6 separate regions of the Mus musculus genome follow, and all the other regions are linked to region 1. A link is a contact called in public Hi-C, HiChIP or PLAC-seq and Micro-C data. All regions are on one chromosome and are shown on one strand. Each heading gives the region's core, a stretch centred on a gene start, on an enhancer-like site or on the middle of the called end of the contact. The rest is flanking DNA. Distances are from core to core; before and after follow the strand shown.

Region 1 (2,700 bases), core at 9-2,508:
TCTTTGAGCATTTCCTTCACTGGAAAGTGGAAGTAATAATGTTATTGTGAGGACTCATTGAACTGATAAATGAACATAATCCAAAATAATACTCTGGTGTGTGGTAGCTATGTTGATAATTCACCATGACTTAAAATTTTTATCACTTAGAGTTTGAAGTTTTCTTGTTCCTTTTTGGAGTTCAGTCTGTGGCCTTATCCTAATCTTGTGTGTTGCAAAACTTTTAAAAGTGAATCACAGGGCCACTTGCATTAGTGTTCTGACTGCTTGTCCAAAGGATCATTCCTGGCCAGTTGACCATGAGCTCCGGAAAACACTGGAGTTTTAAGACAATGAGAAGCACCAGATATCTGTTAATGAAATAAATAAACAGAGAGATATCAATCAACATGATGGAAAGAAAATATCAGCAGTAAGTTCAGCTTCAAAGGCCTCTAATCTTACTGGTCAGCAAAAGACTTTCATTGCCCAAATAGCTCTTGTCCAATTGATCCTTTAGTCCATGCCCTCAGACAACAAGACATAACATTTTGGACTTAACACTGTTTAATTAAAACTTCCTATGTTTTAAATCTTTGATTTTTTTGTGTCCTAGTTAAAACTTCAATGCTGAAGTGACTCTCTAGCTAGAGCCAGGTTTTGTCAACCTCTGAAATTCCTGGGAATGTTGGAGCCCAGCTGGGCACATAAGGGTCAGATCTGGCTGTAAGCATCACTTGAGGCCAACCTGAGACAACACTAGTGAAGGCGACTAGGAAACAAATATTGCTACAACTGATTTTTTAAGATGTCAAGAGAATTTAAATTGAGATAAAAATCTCTTTGTTCTTAGCATTCTCAGCATGAGAGGTGGCAGAGATCTTGAATCACAGGGACTATATGAATTGTACACACATATATTTTGCATTTATCCATGCCATTTTGTTTCGTTTTAAGGGCCATTTTAAAAAGTGTCCTTAAATAAAATATTATTTTCCTATAAATATGTCATAACAGCTCATCACAAGAACAGTATCCCTTTAAAAATAAAAGGGAGGGAAGGCACTGTAACGGTGTGGGCAGCACAGTTACAAATTGAATTCGCCTGGAGAGGTTGTTCTCCAGGTCAGAGGAATGTAAGCAACTCATTTCTAGTGAATGAAAAAGAAAGTCAACAGAAAGAGAGAATTCTTCTGCAACATAAAAGGAGAGGTTACAGTGCAAAACCCTGACTCCACCAGCGTCCATGGCATGTCTGGGTGAAGAGTCACACTCCCTGGGTAATTTCCATACCAAACATGCAACATTTTACAAGCCACAGCAAGGCTGGCAAGGGTAAGGCCAACCAACCAAGTGCAGGCCACTTTAAATTCTCCACCAGAAAATAGAGATGAGCACAGCTTCAAACTGAACGCTTTTTAAAAATAGAAAACCGCATATTTTACATTTCTGGTTGAATTAAATAATAAGGGGAGGAGAAACTGTTCACTGTACTGAATAGAATTGACCAGAAGGCAAAACTACAATGGTTTTTTTTGTTTTTGGTTTTTGGTTTTTTTTTTTAAATATCCAGAGCTAAAGTTCTTCCTCGGTCTCAGACTCTGAACTGTGGTGTGATTTTGACATTTTAGGCTTTAATTTCTTTGCTTTTAAATTGCAAAAGAGCTCAGGCCTGTTTTAAACAGTGGCTGTGAGGGTCACATGCTACAGTGACTTGGAAAACCTACTCAGAGCTAGTTATGCTCCAATACTTGCGCCAGCTTGGACACACAGGCTGTCACTTTTACTGGGATAAGTAACCCACGCTTATGACAATGATAATAACAGCAACAATAATAGTGAAAATATGGGAAATTAGGTTCTGTGGCGCTGGCAGAGAACTTAAAGCCAATATGGAAACCGAGGAATGTGTGAGTATTGCCAATTAAGCAGTAGGGAGTGTTTGATATCTGCTTGCTGGATATATCTTAAAGGAGATGGCACTTTGAGGCAAGTCTCATGTCAAGGAGAGGCTTCTGTGCCAGCAATAAATTAGAGTGCCATTACGCATTCAGATGCTAGAGCCAAAGACAACACATTTATCTGACTTCTTGTGTTAGGAATTAGGCTCGCGTGTTAACTCCTTTTTCTCCAAGGACTACAACACACCCAGTATGAAAATTTACATTTACACAGATGATACTGTGACAATAAGGGACCGGATGATGTTATTTTTCATTTACTGTTGGGTAAAGGAGGATCCAAAAAGCTAAACTTCTTTTTTTTTTTTTCTTCACAAATTCATACAACTGAACTGAATGCCCATTCTCTTAAGAGCCTTTCAGCTCTGCCCCTGTAAACCCACCTCCTTCACCTAGGCTTGAATGCACAGTAGCTGAGCTTCCTCCTCATTTCCTTTTCAAGAGTAATAATTCATACATTTAAACCAGACCCATGCTCTATTCTATCTCTGTCTCCCTGGGTGTGGGTTAGGGTGTTTTTCTTTTAGACTTCTAAGCAAATGTGTTGCAGGTGTGAGACGCATGCTGCGCAGTCCACTAGGCAGAGCCTTCAGGAGGCTCTGGGGAGCCACACCTTTGGGATTCTATTACAAGCAGGTGAACCAAGCTGTGATCAAATAGGAGATCTGAGGGAAAGGGGCCTGCGTTCCAGGAAGCAGCCTCAGTACCCAAGCAGGATGCCTCTCTGTGGGTGAAGGAAACTTGACCATCAGATCGATGG
Region 2 (2,700 bases), core at 137-2,636, 430 kb after region 1:
AAGAGGTGGTCTTTCCCCGTGAAGAGCACACGCCAATTGTTTGTTCAGTCCCAAATGGTCAGCCCATAAAACATTCATACAAGTAATTTTATATGGACTAAGCAAATTATATTTAGGAATATGTAAACATCTCTCTATGTGTGTGTGCATATGCATGGAATAAAAATTAGTGAAAAAAGAGGTCACGAATTTGAAAAAGAGAAGGCAGGGTATATGGGAGAATTTAGAAGGAGGAAAGGTAAAGGAGAAATGTAATTATATTGTAATCTCAAAAATTAAAAAAAATCTTCAGACTCCACATAGCATGGAAAAATTCTCAAAGCTTTATGCTAACAAAAGTCAGATTCCAAAAGACTAATAATAAAAAGAAAAAGGAAAGGTACCCTGACTGTAAACAACTGGAAGATAGATCAGGTGCTTAGACTGTGTTATTTTCCTCTCTGGGCCTACATACAGTGTCTGCTGCAGACTTGGTGTTTAATAAATACTTGATTAATTTAACTCAGCAAGCATATGTGTGTTGGCCACCATCTAAGGAGCCTGCCATTTGCTGGGCTTCTAATAAATCCCACTGGCTCTGATGAATGTTTTACACATGAGTTCTCTAATCTTCAAAACAAACAAATAAACAAAACCCAGGGAAGGAGATATTTAATGTTACCAGTGTTCGGAGGAGGAGGAGCAGGAACTTGAGTATGGGAAAATCCCTTGCTAGGGCTCATCAGCTAGTAATCCCCCCGGATGTGATTATGAACCCAGGTCTGACTTAAAGTCAGTATTCACATCTGCTTCCTGTTATCGTCCATGACTGCTCCAAGTGTCATTTAGAAAGGCTTGCCTCTGACACGCCAAACTCATGGTCACATATTTAAAAACCTGAAACCACCTCATCATGTAGGGAACGATGGCTCTCATCCCCACCTCTGCCTTGACGTTCCTTAAGCTTTATGCTGACTGACTGAGCTGTTCATAGCAACCATATCTTTTCAGTCGAGTTTCCCGAGGCTTTGCATATCTGTGGTTTTCAGATCTCATGGGCTCCATCCAAGAAGCATATATTCTAATCATTTCCCAGGGATCATGAGAGTCAGTAATGCAGTTTTGTTTTGTTTTGCTTTTTTCTTTTGGAGTTGAACGTTATCCTATCAGGTTGGATGAACTTGGCAGTAGAGAGAAACCACACATCTATCCCAGGCTTTCCTCATCTGATGATTCAAATAGAAGTGTAATAAAATCTTCCCCCAAGCTTGCCTAATTTATTCCCATTTCAAAATTTCCAGAAATCAGTTGAAAAATTCCTGTGGGAAAAGCATATGCGATATGGTACAGGGTGACACAACAAAAGCCAGAGTGGAGGGAGGGAGGAGTGTAAGGTTGGGAAGGAGTGCCAACACATGCTCAGTTGCACAGTGAGCAGTGACTGAGCATCTAAGAACACTAGCACTGAGTCCCTGCTAAAAGGATGTGCTCCAAGATGGAGCTGAATGCTATGCCCTGGAGGCTGGCATCAGTGGCTATGACACAGCTCAGTTTTGGCAGACTAATGATTCATGAGCAAACTACAAATACTAACTCTGCCTTCGAATAGCTCTAATTGATCAGCCTCTCATTTACTGCTTGATAATATCAATAATTTCTCCATCCATAGCCACAGTACACTATCATGAGAAGTCAGACATATCTCTGCCCAGACAACATTACATATTTGAATTTAGTATACACACACACACACACACACACACACACACACACACACACTATATGGGAATGGAGAGGAAGTGGGAAAGGGAAGGGGATTGGGAGGGAGGGAGAGATGTGTATGCATGGAGGGTAAGTGGAGAAGAAATGAATGTGAATTTATGAGTTGAAAGGACTAAGAACAACGGCAAAAGTCTTAGCCTGTGGTGGTGAGTGTCTACTATATTCCAAGAATTAGACTAAGGAGCTTTAGACTTACCTCATAAAGACCCTTTGAAAGGAATATATTTCATTTATTTTACAAATGAAAAATGTGAGTCTCAGAAAATTCATGTTCTTGGGTTGCAGAGCTGAAAAATCATAGAAAGAATTCCTCCTGACTCCAAAATGTCTGCTTTCTGTGTTAATGCAGTTTGTCTTAAAAATCACACTAGAGAATCTGGACCTGAAAAAGTACATTCTTCAAAGGCAACAGATCGAGGTATGCACACAAGAAGCTGGAGACTTAACAGGACCTGGACATATACCTGGATGAGATATGTTAGCTATTCCATTTCCTGGCATTTCACTAAATAAGTTTATAACCAGTGGCATGTCACCTGGCCCCAAAGACCGTAGTTACAACATCTATACTATTTTCAGAGGGTGAATTTGAAACTGTTAAGGATCTCAGGATATTTGTATGTCTAAATCTTACCGAATCCCCATCTCAGGGATCTCTGGATAAAGAAATAACTGAGCAAGCCTAAGCAAGAGCCATATACTAGCTCTTCAGTCCTTCTTGGCTAAGTCATATGAGAACATCCTGATGTTGACCACTGCTTTGGGAAAGGTTTTCAGACTTTGTCTTCCATGATTGGCTCTTCATAGCATAGTGCAAGCTAACCTAAATACACAGCTGCATGGAGAATAATCAATCTATCCAGCCACACAGGGGCGGGACACTACATAGTCCAGCATGGGGGCCACATTTCTTTCTAAATGGAACAACACAGAAGTGGG
Region 3 (2,700 bases), core at 76-2,575, 270 kb after region 1:
CACATTAGCAGATTACATTGCTATATGTTATAATTCCGATATATGAAGACTTGTAACTGAAATTCCCCAAGAAGTTACTTATTTCCTGGTTCTGAGCCCCTCCTCTTTAAGGGGTGTGTGTTAGTGGAATCGAAGGTCATAGATTAGTCAGATCATTTCTCCCAACAATGAAACTGAAATCATACTTCAGAAGGGCTGAAACCAGAAACGTTTGCCTAGCAGTAGTCATTCCAATCGCAAATATTTGTTGTGGTAAGTCCCACCTAAGCAATTTGGACAACAGTGAAGGAGTATCTGGCACATCCTCTTGCCCAAGGGACAAACTGAGTACAATACCTAAGTAGCCTGCCTTTAATATGTTCAATCCCAACATCACTGATGCTTCATCCTGCTTGCCTTTTCCCTACCATGCAATGGTGTCTCAAGACTTCTGCTAGACCAGTGGTTCTCAGCTTGTAAGCTGTGACCCCTATGGGGATCACACATTGATTATCCTACATATTAAATAATATTTCTGTTATGATTAATAACAGTAAAGAAATTGTAGTTATGAAGTAGCTACAAAATAATTTTATGGTCAGAGATCACTACAACATGAGGAACTGTACAGCGTTTGGAAGGTTTGGAAGGTTGAGAACTACAGAGCTAGACACAGCTCAAAGCTTCCATACTTCCTCCATTTTCTTCTTGTCTTCATTCCAAATGCCTGTGTAAACATCCATTTTTTTCCCCCAGGGCACGCATGCTGTCTCATAGAAGGCTTGATCAAATTTTTCTAGGATACTTTCTATGAGCCTGATATAATTTCAAACCATGTCAATTTCAAATCTGTAAGACGCCATTAATTTGGAATCACCAGAAGAAACTGTAGCTTTTGCAGAATATTTTCTACTCCAGATTTCTTAAGCACTCAGATTCTTAGAATATCTCGAAAAAGAAGCAAGACTATCTCTGTCTCTCTTCTGTCTCAGCATTCTGAATCTTCTCACATGCTTTAAAATGTATTCACTGCTCAGCACAGGAAATTTAATCTACATTTTGCCTAAGGCTGAAAGATCAGCTTTTTCATAAGGTCTTGCTTATTTGAGGTTCATGTCTTCAAACTCTGAGCCTCCCCAGATGTCTTCATTAATGAAAAAAATAAAAGTGGAAATTGGGTCAGGATAAGCTAGTTTACACCTATGGGGCTGGACCAATCAACCAGGTTCATTTCCTGATACAGGAAGAAAGGGGATGATGTGACATGGCTCAAGCCTGCACCCTGAGTTTGAGATGCAATGTCAAAAAGGTGACTTCAGCTTGCATCAGCAGCTGGCTAGGGCCAGCAGGTTGACTGGAAGCTAGCCCTTCCGTAAGACGAACTCAGAGGATATGAGTCATGGAGGAAAGTGCCTTGAGCCAATCTCATTAGTTTGAAAAGTATTCATTTGGATAGATAGAGAATAAAGAGTTGGCATTTGGAGTCACACCATTTACATTTCAGTTCCACTTTCATTTCTGCCTAAGGGTGCCACTGATGGCCTCTGCATATTAAGAAAATGAAAAATGTTCATGCTTGGTTGAGTTTGTTTAAGCCAAAAAGTCTATGTATAGTTTGAGGTCTAGTGGAAATTTCCATATAAATAACAAACTGTTATAGGCTTGGAGGGCAACCCTTTGATATTTACCAGAGAATCAGAAGGAAGGCTTTTGGGAGGAGGTGATATCTGATTGGTACTTGGAGTGTAGTGCCATATTCTTTTCCTTTTACAAGTCCAAACATTGTGCATTAAGACTAACGTAAACAGCAAACAAGCAGATTCAGTTGGTGAGGTACCTGTTCAATCCTACGAGACCTCGAGGACTGAGTGGAGTCTCATGGATGCCCTTGGTAGCAGTTGACATTGTGCCTTTGCCTGCTAGGTTTCTGCTCTGGCTCTTTTCACTGGTGTTCAACTCACACACGATTTGCAGTGAGGCTGGAGAGATGACTTAGCAGTTAGAACTGCTCGGTACTCTTCCAGGGGATTTGAATTCTGTCCCTAGCACCTACAAGGGGCAGCCTACCAGTGACTGGAACTCCATATTCAAAAGGCTCTGATGCTTCTGGCCACCATGAATATCTGCACACACACACACACACACACACACACAGAGAGAGAGAGAGAGAGAGAGAGAGAGAGAGAGAGAGAGAGAGAGAGAGAGAATTTAAAAACAGAAATCTTTTTAAAAGACTGAAAAATCAATAAATATTGGCATGTTTTTCATTAAAAATGCAAAAACATTATCACAACCTATGTCTTATGTTCTTTTCCTCCTCCTCTTCCTTCTCTTCTTCTTTCTTTTTTATAATTTAGAGAGTAGGGAATGATAGCTTGGGAAAAAACCTTTGGGCCCTAGGGACCAGAAACCTAAGAAAGCAAAAATAGGCAGCTCTGTTTTACAGCTCATCCTTTCTTTAAAAGGAGTCGTGGTGGCTTGAGGAGGAGAGGGAGCAGGAAGGGAGAAGGAACTGTGAGGAAAAAGATTTCTCCTGTGGTTTCAGCAAGGTCAAAAGTCTGAGAGTACTACAGTGCCTCAGGGAATGGGCTAGGAAAGATGGCTGGCTAAGGCTAGCCACTTCTGACACTTACTTGAATTCTAGCCTTTTGGGGTTGGAGGAGCGATTTGACGAGATCAGGGAGAGAGGTGGATGACATTTAACATGGTTACAAGACAAAC
Region 4 (2,700 bases), core at 165-2,664, 310 kb after region 1:
CGTACACTGTCATTGCCTCATGAGTAGTAAAAATCAACTAAATTTTATATAATTCTTTGAGATGAAGTTGCCAAGACACTTTTCCCTGGACATCGTAGTTCCTACAAGAGGTAGACAGTGAATGGCTTGGCTCTGTAGTACTGGTCAGGAGTGCCAATTGTAGAGGGAGGGCTGGACTTGCATAGTGGCAAGGGAAAGAGGCTGATTCCTCTTGTACAGTGCCCCTCCCCTCTGGTGGTCTTGGTCATGGTGCTGCTGACATCTGCTCAACGCATTTGGCTCATTTCTCCCTTTCACACTTTCAAAAATAGATCTTCGTCCCTCCCAAGATGTTGTTTACACGAGGGGCTTCATAACGGATTCTAACGGAAGACACTGAAAAGGTAACTTGTCAGATGGGCAGGAGGGTGGCTTCTGGGGTAGGGCTTAAGGGTGAATTAGGGTTTTCGTTCTTGTTTTTTTGTTGTTTTTTTAAAGAAACTGAGGAAAGGCATCCTAGAAATGTAAGCAGTGGAGGTCTCCATATGGGGAATTAGAAGTCAAGAATGTAAAAAAGCCTGCCCAACTGAGGGAGTGTAAGAGTTGGTAAAACAGCCTCCCTCAGACACAGCTACATTCAGGGATCACTGGGCTGAGCCTATGAAGACTCTGATCCAGTAAGTCTAGAGTGGAGTTGGAATTCTGCATCTCTCGGTTGCTCCACTGAAGTCATTCTCATGGGGATCCCATTTACAAACTTTGACTGGGGTGACTTCAGATATCAGAGTATGAGCCAGGGGTCTGACTATGTTATTATCCTGATTCTGTGGTTTCTCAGGCCAGTACCATAGTTGATTTATCTTGTAACTTAATATTTTAAAATAGAGCTAGGTATACCTTGCCTATTGTATGCCTCACAAGGGAGTTTGGAACCCAGGGATAAACAATGTAGTATGTATACTCAATACTGAGATCAGAGAAATGCAAAAGATCTGGTGGCAGTAGAGAGATATTTCTAGAAAGAAAAGTTAAACATTATAGAGGGATGGAACAGAACAAGCGATAGGAACCAAAGCCTTACCAATGAGAAGTGGTCCCATGTGTCCACTTCAAGAAAGCCAAGGCTACATTTTAAAACTCAGCTTCTGCATTTCAAGTAGAAGCAAGACATGATGATTTAAGTTGCACAGGCATGCCTCCAAAGGCTTCATGGAATCTCTCTTTAGAAGTAAGTTTTCCTAGGATGACTGAAAATTTTCTTAGATGACACACACATACCTCTATTGCTCTTGCCTTGACAAGACGACAAACCAAAGAGATGGCCTCTGACCTCTGTATTTCAGAATCCAGAAAACAGTGAAGCAGAGCCTGTGAGAGGCAGTCCTGAGGGGGTGGAAACCTGGATTCTAAGGACCATGCCCATGCTTCTCAGGCTGCCACAATCATGAGGATGCTTTAAGCTGCTTGTCATCCACAATCACGATGATGCCTTAAGCTGCTTGTCATCATTTATTCGAAAAGGCTGAACAAAAAATAGCATTAAAGATTGAGTCAGGCACTACGTTTTTCTCCCCAGTTGTTTTGTGATTTACAGGACTGACCCTATGGGTGATTAGAAAGCAAACCATTGAGAGTATTTGCTGTACTTCCTTGGTATTGGCGATCTTTCAGAGAAAGTTGAATTGGTCTTAAATGACTTGTCTCCGGAGGAAACAATCATCTAATCCTGCTGGTAGGGTTAGCACTCTGCTGGGTTGCATCTGCTTGGAATCTCCAAATAAGGAAGAGGGAGAACTTCATGCTTCCAGAAACGTGTCAGCTCTGCGAAGTCCCACTGCAGACTTGATGAGTCAGCAGATGGAAGACAAGCCTTTCGTTCACATCCCTAATGTGTCCATATGCTTTGTTTGGCAATGCAGCTTCTTGGTTACAAAGACCTTTGTTAAAAATTCAATAGAAATGGTACATTAGCCAATCTTTTAAACCTCAGTCCCAGGACTCAGCTCAGATGAGTTCCTGCATACAGGACTTGGATGTCTGTCTGTTCACCGGGCTCTTGGTGGTTGTCCTGTGTTTAGCTAATACACTTCACTAAGTACCTCTCTCTCTCTCTCTCTCTCTCTCTCTCTCTCTCTCTCTCTCTCTCTCTCTGTCTGTCTCTACTCTAGGAAGTTTCCTCTCACCCTCAACTCTAGGAAGTTTCATTCTGTGAAGCAACAAATAGTAATTTTACATTGACTGAATTGGCCCATGAATTGGTTGAAATCAATTAGTTACCTTTGTGGATGTCCTTCTGGTGGGAAGAGATTTTAGGATTCTTTTGTTTCCTAAAGCAGAAGTTTCCATGACCTAGAAAACAGGTGGTCATGAACAGTCTCTTGGATTGGCAGTCGTCCAAAGCTCTCCTGCATCTGTTGTCACTTAAGCAAGCAAGTCTTCCATATCCCAATGCCATGTTTAAAGCATGACTAAGCAACTCTTTAGACACCCAGTTAGTTACCCAGTAACACACCAGTAGTTAATTCTCTCTTTTCTGACTGGTAATGAGTCTTGTTTGTCATGGGTATGTCAAAAAGCTGCTGCTGGCTTGCCTATATTGCACATTTAGCTTGAGCTGTAAAGGTAGACCCATGCCAAACACCTGGAAGGAGGTATATAAAATGTCACTGAAAGTCTGACTTATGGGGCCATCTTAAATATTTATTAAGAGGTAGAGAATAG
Region 5 (2,700 bases), core at 77-2,576, 350 kb after region 1:
TATGATCCAAGTGTGCACGTACTTATTCCTATACTTCAATCTTTAGCAAACGGTTTCTCTTTTCCAGGTCTCCCCTTCAGAAACCCCCTATCTCCTCCCCCCTCCCCTGCCTCTATGAGGGTGCTCCCCCACCCACCCTTGCCTTCCTGCCCTGGTATCCTCCTACACAGAGCCTGACAAACAGAGGTGGATGCTCACAGCCAACCATTGGACTGAGTGTGGCGTCCCCGGTTGGAGGAGATGGAGAAGGGACTGAAGAAGCTGAGGGGGTTTGCAGCCCCATGGTGGGGGAGCAATAGTGTCAACTGGCCAGGCCCCTGGAGCTGCCAGGAACTGGGCCACCAACCAGAGAGTACACATGGAAGGACCTATGGCTCTGTCCACATATGTGGCAGAGGGCTTTCCTATCTTTAAGGACATTTCCCTGCAAGATAACAATTACTGATGACTTTTCATTCAACTATCTTTATACCAATATAGTTGCTTAGTTTTATTAGGAAAGGTATCAATTGACATAGTTAGCAGGTCACACTGATGTCCGAGGATCTCACTACTGCTTTTCTTTACCTTTATATGCATATAAACAAAGTATCATTCACTAGAGATAGGACTATGGTTAAATTTAGTATTTCGGGAAAACATTTAGATTCTTGTCTAATGACGAAAGTCAAAATCAAACTGGAGAGAAAGCTCAGCAGGTAAGAGTGCGTGCTGCTCTTGCACAGGACCTGAGTTCAGTTCCCAGCACCTACACTGGGCAGTTTACAATTGCCCATCCCTGCAGTTCCAGAGGATCTGTCCCCTCCAGCCTCTGAGGGTACCTGCATTCATGTGTACATAAACACACACAGACACACGCGCACACACACACACACACACACACACACACCACCACCACCACCACCACCACCACCACCACCACCACCACCAATAATAATGATTTTTAAAAAGTAATTTTTTTTCAAAGAGGAAAATTCTAAATATGTTAAATTTTTTAAAAAAAAGTAGGAATCATAAGTTTAAAATGTAGGAGGAGACATTGAAAATTAGAGACTAGAAAAGACTTTAGAAGGTTAAAGACAATGAAATGTCCCTACTGTCCGGAGCACAGGCATGCTGGGGTGTTGCGCATGCTTTTGTGACCCAGGATGAATGGTAATAATAAGACATGCCCAGACGGCAGTGCCATAGCTCGTGTGCAAAAAAGACTGCGTTCTCTTTAAAACTTTCAAAGTCTCCTGCCTCCGTTTCTTTATACCCAGCAAAGCACATTGCCAGATTTTTTTTTCCTGCTAAGATTTATTCCCAATTTAAATCTTGGAAACCGCACACAGGCATAATTATTTTGGTCAATCAAGGAGAAAGCTTATTCTGTTTCAAAACAAGTCATGCAAGGGAAGATTTAAGGAATTTCATTTTAGCCTGAAGAAGTGAAATTCAAACTTCCTCTAAAGGACACTTGGGGGAAATGTTTAGAGAAAGTCATGGTGTTGGCTACACTCTTTCTGAGTGACTTATTCTGATGTCAGGTATGCGGTGAGGCTTAGTAAGAGCCCCGTCTTTGGTCCAGCCTAGGTTCTCACAGTGTCAAATAACAAGCTGGCCATACTTGACTTTTATTTTCTTTGAAGTGTTTACATTGTATCGCACTGTTGGCTTGGTTACCGTTATTCAATGTACACTTTAAAGATTTATCTGCGGGTAGGCACAGAAGTCAACAGAGAATATTTTTTCTTTGTTTTTCAGTTTTTTGGTCAGAAGATTTAGTACATGTTAGGTTCCAAGAGAAACAAAAGGAGATCTAAGCTCATGGCTAGAGTCACTGCTACAGAATTCAATCCCCGTGTGTCATCTCTGACTGTAATTTTTAAATTAGCGCTCATGTGATGTCACACAACGTGAGTGCTTCTGCCAAGCAAAGCAAAAGAGAGATAATGTCACAGTGGGCCAGTCTGCCAATCATCCAAATGAGCCTTGAGCAGGGAAAAAAAAAAAAAAAGCTCTGGGTGGGAAAAGCCACTATTAGATCCCAAGATATTGATCAATTCTGTCACATCTGTCTCATTTCTTGTATCTTCATCTTATTTGAAGATGACAACTTGGCTATGTTTGTCAACACAATCTGAAATTAGGTTATAGAATAAAACCAGAGCCTACAGCAATGCCTCAGTAGACAAAGCACTTGCCTTGGAAGCATGAAGACTGGATCCCCCTGACCGCACAGGCATGGTGGTTCTCTGTACAGGGGAAGTAGAGACAGGATCCTTGGGCAAGCTGGCTATCTGTACTACTCAGAACTGGTAATTCCTGGGTTTAGTGTGAGATCCCAATTCAGTGAATAAAGTGGATAGCAATTCAAAGTTTTTAACAGTAACTTTGAACTTTTTCACATGTCCTACCCTCACTCTCATGGGCAGGGTGGGAGAACCAAACCAAACCGCACCAAGTCACATTGGCCAAGAAAAAGCCTTAGCAATATCTCAGAATTACATAGAGAAGCAGACACAAATATCACAGGAGGGTGACTATGGCAGAGGTGTCAAGGAAAGTAAATGGGTAAATTACAAATTTGATTTGGAGAGCAAAATAGTTTAAGAGGTCTCCATTCCATGACATTATCAGCCAGAGAATCTGGGTAAGAGAAACCCCTCCAAAATTACATTAGATGGAAAATTATACCAACATCTGATACAGCATAGG
Region 6 (2,700 bases), core at 123-2,622, 290 kb after region 1:
AAATATACACCACAAATGGCTCCAAAGGTGCATATATCATTTGGGTTCTAGTGGGACTGGGGTGGTCTCAGTGTCAATGTATAAACACTCAAATTTTAATGGAAGGGTTTTTTTCTTTGTGTGATTTGTCTACAATGTCTCCATTAACTTCCATTTTTTTCCATGCTTGAATTGTACAATGATTTAAGATCTCATTGATGTGGTGTTTGGTCATGCCAACCAATGCAATGTGCCAGTTGGCTTCACTTGGAACTCTACATACTCTGCCTTGCTTTATTTAAATTTCAAACGTCTGAAATACCTATTTAAATGTTCCTTTGTTTTGAAGCTAAGTCCAGCTGGCAGTGACATGTGAACCATTATCTGGGAACTCCCACCAGCAACTAATATGTCAAAGTGAGTTACCAGATATAGTTAGTATCCGACCAGGTAATGATGATAGGACTCAGCAGCTTTAGTGGGCTATGCAGACAGTTCAAATAAGTAAATCTTTCACAATGCAGCAGTCTGGGCCTTTCCACCATGGACAGTTGGATGTGCCTGGAGTTCTTAAATTTATAGCACTGTTGTTATTAGTTCAGCTGTGGATTTTCTGACCTTGTGTGTGTGTGTGTGTGTGTGTGTGTGTGTGTGTGACACGCTGCTGACTCCACTTACTGTTGTTGCTCTTATGTCTACCATTTATGCTTGGATCACCCATTGGGGCACTCAGAGATTAAGATCTCATAATGCTCTTGCAAGGAAACCAAGTTATTTTCCAACCAACATTGAAGACCTCATAGCCATCTGCAATTCAAGCTTCAAGGAGGATCTTCTAACACACCCCTGAACTCTACAGGTGCCTGCACTCATGTGCACAAACCCATTCACACACATAACACATAATTTAAAAATAGTTTAAAAAAAAAGAATCATTCCTTACTTGGGTGGTAGTGGTTCATTCCTTTAATCCCAGCATTTGGGAGGCAGAAGCAGGTGTTCTGAGTTCAGTTTAAGCCCAGCCTAGTCTACAGAGGGAGTTTCAGGACAGACAGAGCCACATTGAGAGACCCTGTCTCAAAATTTAAAAAAAAATTAAAACTTTTTAAAAGTCTTCCTTAAAAGAAATTGAAAAGTCAGAAAGTTTTCATGAGATACTGAAGCAGAGAAAAAGCCCACGGATCTGGAAAGAAAAGTGTGTGACATGGGAGGCATACTGAAAACCGACGCTGAGGGAGTACCCCAGGGGACACTGAAATAGTGACATCCTCTTCTAATCAATAAAGCCTTTTTAATGGACATCCTCTACCGTGGCTTCTTGGGATAGCATGACTTCCTTCTACTGGCTTTCAGATGCTAGGGTGTGGACATGTGGTCATGATGTGAGTCACAGTGACACACAGGTCTCTCACATAGTCTCCACCCCAGAACATCTACTAACAAGGACTTCCTTAGGGTGCTTAAAACCAGGGCACATGACTCAATGGAATAAGATTGTCCAACATGGAGTTTAGGGGGAGTTTTGCTCAAATATAACTTTCTTTTTCTCTTATACCCTCAGTACATCAACTTCCTTGTTAGTTAAGACATTTGAAAATCCCTGGGGAAGGGATTCTCCATCTAGTTAAGGTTCATCATCTAGTTAAGGTTAGAAGTGGTTGGTAGGCAGTCATGTTCCTGTATGTTAGAGAGGCAATTATCTAAGCTTTCGCCAGAGCTTTCTTTGCCAGGGAAAGGTAATAGCAAACACAGTGCCTAGGGATGACTGACTTAAAACAATCGGAAGTACACATGACTTTTAGAACACAGAAAGAGCTGTACTGAGCCATCTTTCAAGATTTCCTTTGCCTTCTTCACAAGACCAAACTGGTCAATAATTCCGTAGTGCCCCTACTATCAGAGTCTAACATTTATTAAAGGCTACTAGGACTGTGGTATTACATTTACTTCATCTGCCTTCAAGAGTTCCATTTCTGATGGAAAGCCACTGAGTGAAAAGGTACATCAAAGATCTGAAGACATTTATAAGGTTCACTACAGTGAAAGACTTGCCATGTTTGGTAGCTAAGTGTGAAGTGGGTAGGTCATAAAGAGCATTTTCACTAACCAGTTTAATGTATACCTTTAGGTATTCTAAGAACAGTTCCTAAACTGTACTGGGTACTATTTCTAGATGCCACAATATCACACTTAACAAGTCAGACAAAGTCCATCCAGACTTTTTCCTTGCCTTCCAGACATAACAGTCTACTATGCCAACCATGAATATAAGATGTTACAGATTGCCATAAGGGGGTCACAAGGTTATAACATGGGTTAAAACTCTGGGAGTTGGGTAAACAATGCTTGGTGGAGGAGGTTCATGCGAAGAGAAAGCAGGAAGATAAGACTTCCAAGAGGAGAAGGCACCACTGACGTAAAGTGTATGGATAAGAGTAAGGCCAAGGATGTTTTGTTAGGCCACAACAGACACAATTGAAGTATGAAAATGAAGATGGTGGTCATCATTGGTGCTACGACTAGGGTGGAGAGAATGGAGAGAAAGTGGTGCTAAAACTGAGGAAGGATGTTGAGATTCCAACCTTAGAGAATGAAGCTCATGAAGGTTGTGTCTCTACCCTAGCACATGATACCTCAGGCCTCCTCCCTTGCCTACCGCTGGCTCTGGTGGCCATTAAGTTAAATGGATATGTTTTCTCTGCTGCTACTTTTCTGCTGACA

Evidence for each region. HiChIP or PLAC-seq counts read pairs in DNA pulled down with a chosen protein or histone mark. Hi-C and Micro-C count contacts between places; a contact is called where the count stands out from the background.
Region 2: a Hi-C map of the C2C12 cell line shows a contact between it and region 1, with 3 times the contacts expected there. The contact joins two enhancer-like sites. A contact is called at or near these places in 1 of 39 promoter capture datasets (the 3T3-L1 cell line) and 1 of 484 Hi-C or Micro-C datasets (the C2C12 cell line).
Region 3: an H3K27ac HiChIP or PLAC-seq map of embryonic fibroblasts shows a contact between it and region 1, with 4 times the contacts expected there. The contact joins two enhancer-like sites. A contact is called at or near these places in 1 of 15 datasets of contacts at CTCF or cohesin (the NIH/3T3 cell line), 3 of 484 Hi-C or Micro-C datasets (the C2C12 cell line, adipose-derived mesenchymal stem cells and muscle stem cells), 6 of 115 datasets of contacts at active chromatin or transcription factors (craniofacial prominence, embryonic fibroblasts, embryonic limb bud and 3 more) and 1 of 9 other capture datasets (liver).
Region 4: a CTCF HiChIP or PLAC-seq map of the NIH/3T3 cell line shows a contact between it and region 1, with 6 read pairs. The contact joins two enhancer-like sites. A contact is called at or near these places in 1 of 15 datasets of contacts at CTCF or cohesin (the NIH/3T3 cell line), 1 of 484 Hi-C or Micro-C datasets (the AtT-20 cell line) and 2 of 115 datasets of contacts at active chromatin or transcription factors (cardiomyocytes and fibro-adipogenic progenitors).
Region 5: a Hi-C map of embryonic fibroblasts shows a contact between it and region 1, with 5 times the contacts expected there. The contact joins two enhancer-like sites. A contact is called at or near these places in 2 of 484 Hi-C or Micro-C datasets (the C2C12 cell line and embryonic fibroblasts).
Region 6: a Micro-C map of muscle stem cells shows a contact between it and region 1, with 5 times the contacts expected there. The contact joins two enhancer-like sites. A contact is called at or near these places in 1 of 39 promoter capture datasets (the HPC-7 cell line), 2 of 484 Hi-C or Micro-C datasets (the AtT-20 cell line and muscle stem cells), 3 of 115 datasets of contacts at active chromatin or transcription factors (cardiomyocytes, fibro-adipogenic progenitors and vascular smooth muscle cells) and 1 of 9 other capture datasets (liver).

The regions. Positions count from the first base shown.
Region 1 is chr1:163,559,754-163,562,453 of GRCm38.p6, reverse strand. All of the region lies in intron 1 of Gm32333 (a long non-coding RNA gene), which reads left to right. Among named protein-coding and RNA genes, the nearest start is that of Gm39689, 18 kb to the left of the region's middle. Within about 2 kb of position 1,258, at least 61 of the 459 cell types and tissues checked have an H3K27ac peak or open chromatin away from gene starts, as enhancers often do. A contact at or near this core is called in the C2C12 cell line, the NIH/3T3 cell line, embryonic fibroblasts and 1 more, where this site is marked.
Region 2 is chr1:163,125,012-163,127,711 of GRCm38.p6, reverse strand. No RefSeq gene overlaps it. Among named protein-coding and RNA genes, the nearest start is that of Gm22434, 8.1 kb to the right of the region's middle. Within about 2 kb of position 1,386, at least 40 of the 459 cell types and tissues checked have an H3K27ac peak or open chromatin away from gene starts, as enhancers often do. A contact at or near this core is called in the C2C12 cell line, where this site is marked.
Region 3 is chr1:163,290,811-163,293,510 of GRCm38.p6, reverse strand. All of the region lies in intron 1 of Prrx1 (paired related homeobox 1), which reads left to right. All of the region lies in intron 2 of Gm20471 (a long non-coding RNA gene), which reads right to left. Among named protein-coding and RNA genes, the nearest start is that of Gm20471, 12 kb to the right of the region's middle. Within about 2 kb of position 1,325, at least 50 of the 459 cell types and tissues checked have an H3K27ac peak or open chromatin away from gene starts, as enhancers often do. A contact at or near this core is called in the C2C12 cell line, the NIH/3T3 cell line and embryonic fibroblasts, where this site is marked.
Region 4 is chr1:163,251,660-163,254,359 of GRCm38.p6, reverse strand. The region is part of intron 3 of Prrx1 (paired related homeobox 1); the gene reads left to right. Among named protein-coding and RNA genes, the nearest start is that of Gm20471, 27 kb to the left of the region's middle. Within about 2 kb of position 1,414, at least 29 of the 459 cell types and tissues checked have an H3K27ac peak or open chromatin away from gene starts, as enhancers often do. A contact at or near this core is called in the NIH/3T3 cell line, where this site is marked.
Region 5 is chr1:163,208,272-163,210,971 of GRCm38.p6, reverse strand. No RefSeq gene overlaps it. Among named protein-coding and RNA genes, the nearest start is that of Gm20471, 70 kb to the left of the region's middle. Within about 2 kb of position 1,326, at least 28 of the 459 cell types and tissues checked have an H3K27ac peak or open chromatin away from gene starts, as enhancers often do. A contact at or near this core is called in the C2C12 cell line and embryonic fibroblasts, where this site is marked.
Region 6 is chr1:163,272,028-163,274,727 of GRCm38.p6, reverse strand. All of the region lies in intron 1 of Prrx1 (paired related homeobox 1), which reads left to right. Among named protein-coding and RNA genes, the nearest start is that of Gm20471, 6.7 kb to the left of the region's middle. Within about 2 kb of position 1,372, at least 23 of the 459 cell types and tissues checked have an H3K27ac peak or open chromatin away from gene starts, as enhancers often do. A contact at or near this core is called in muscle stem cells, where this site is marked.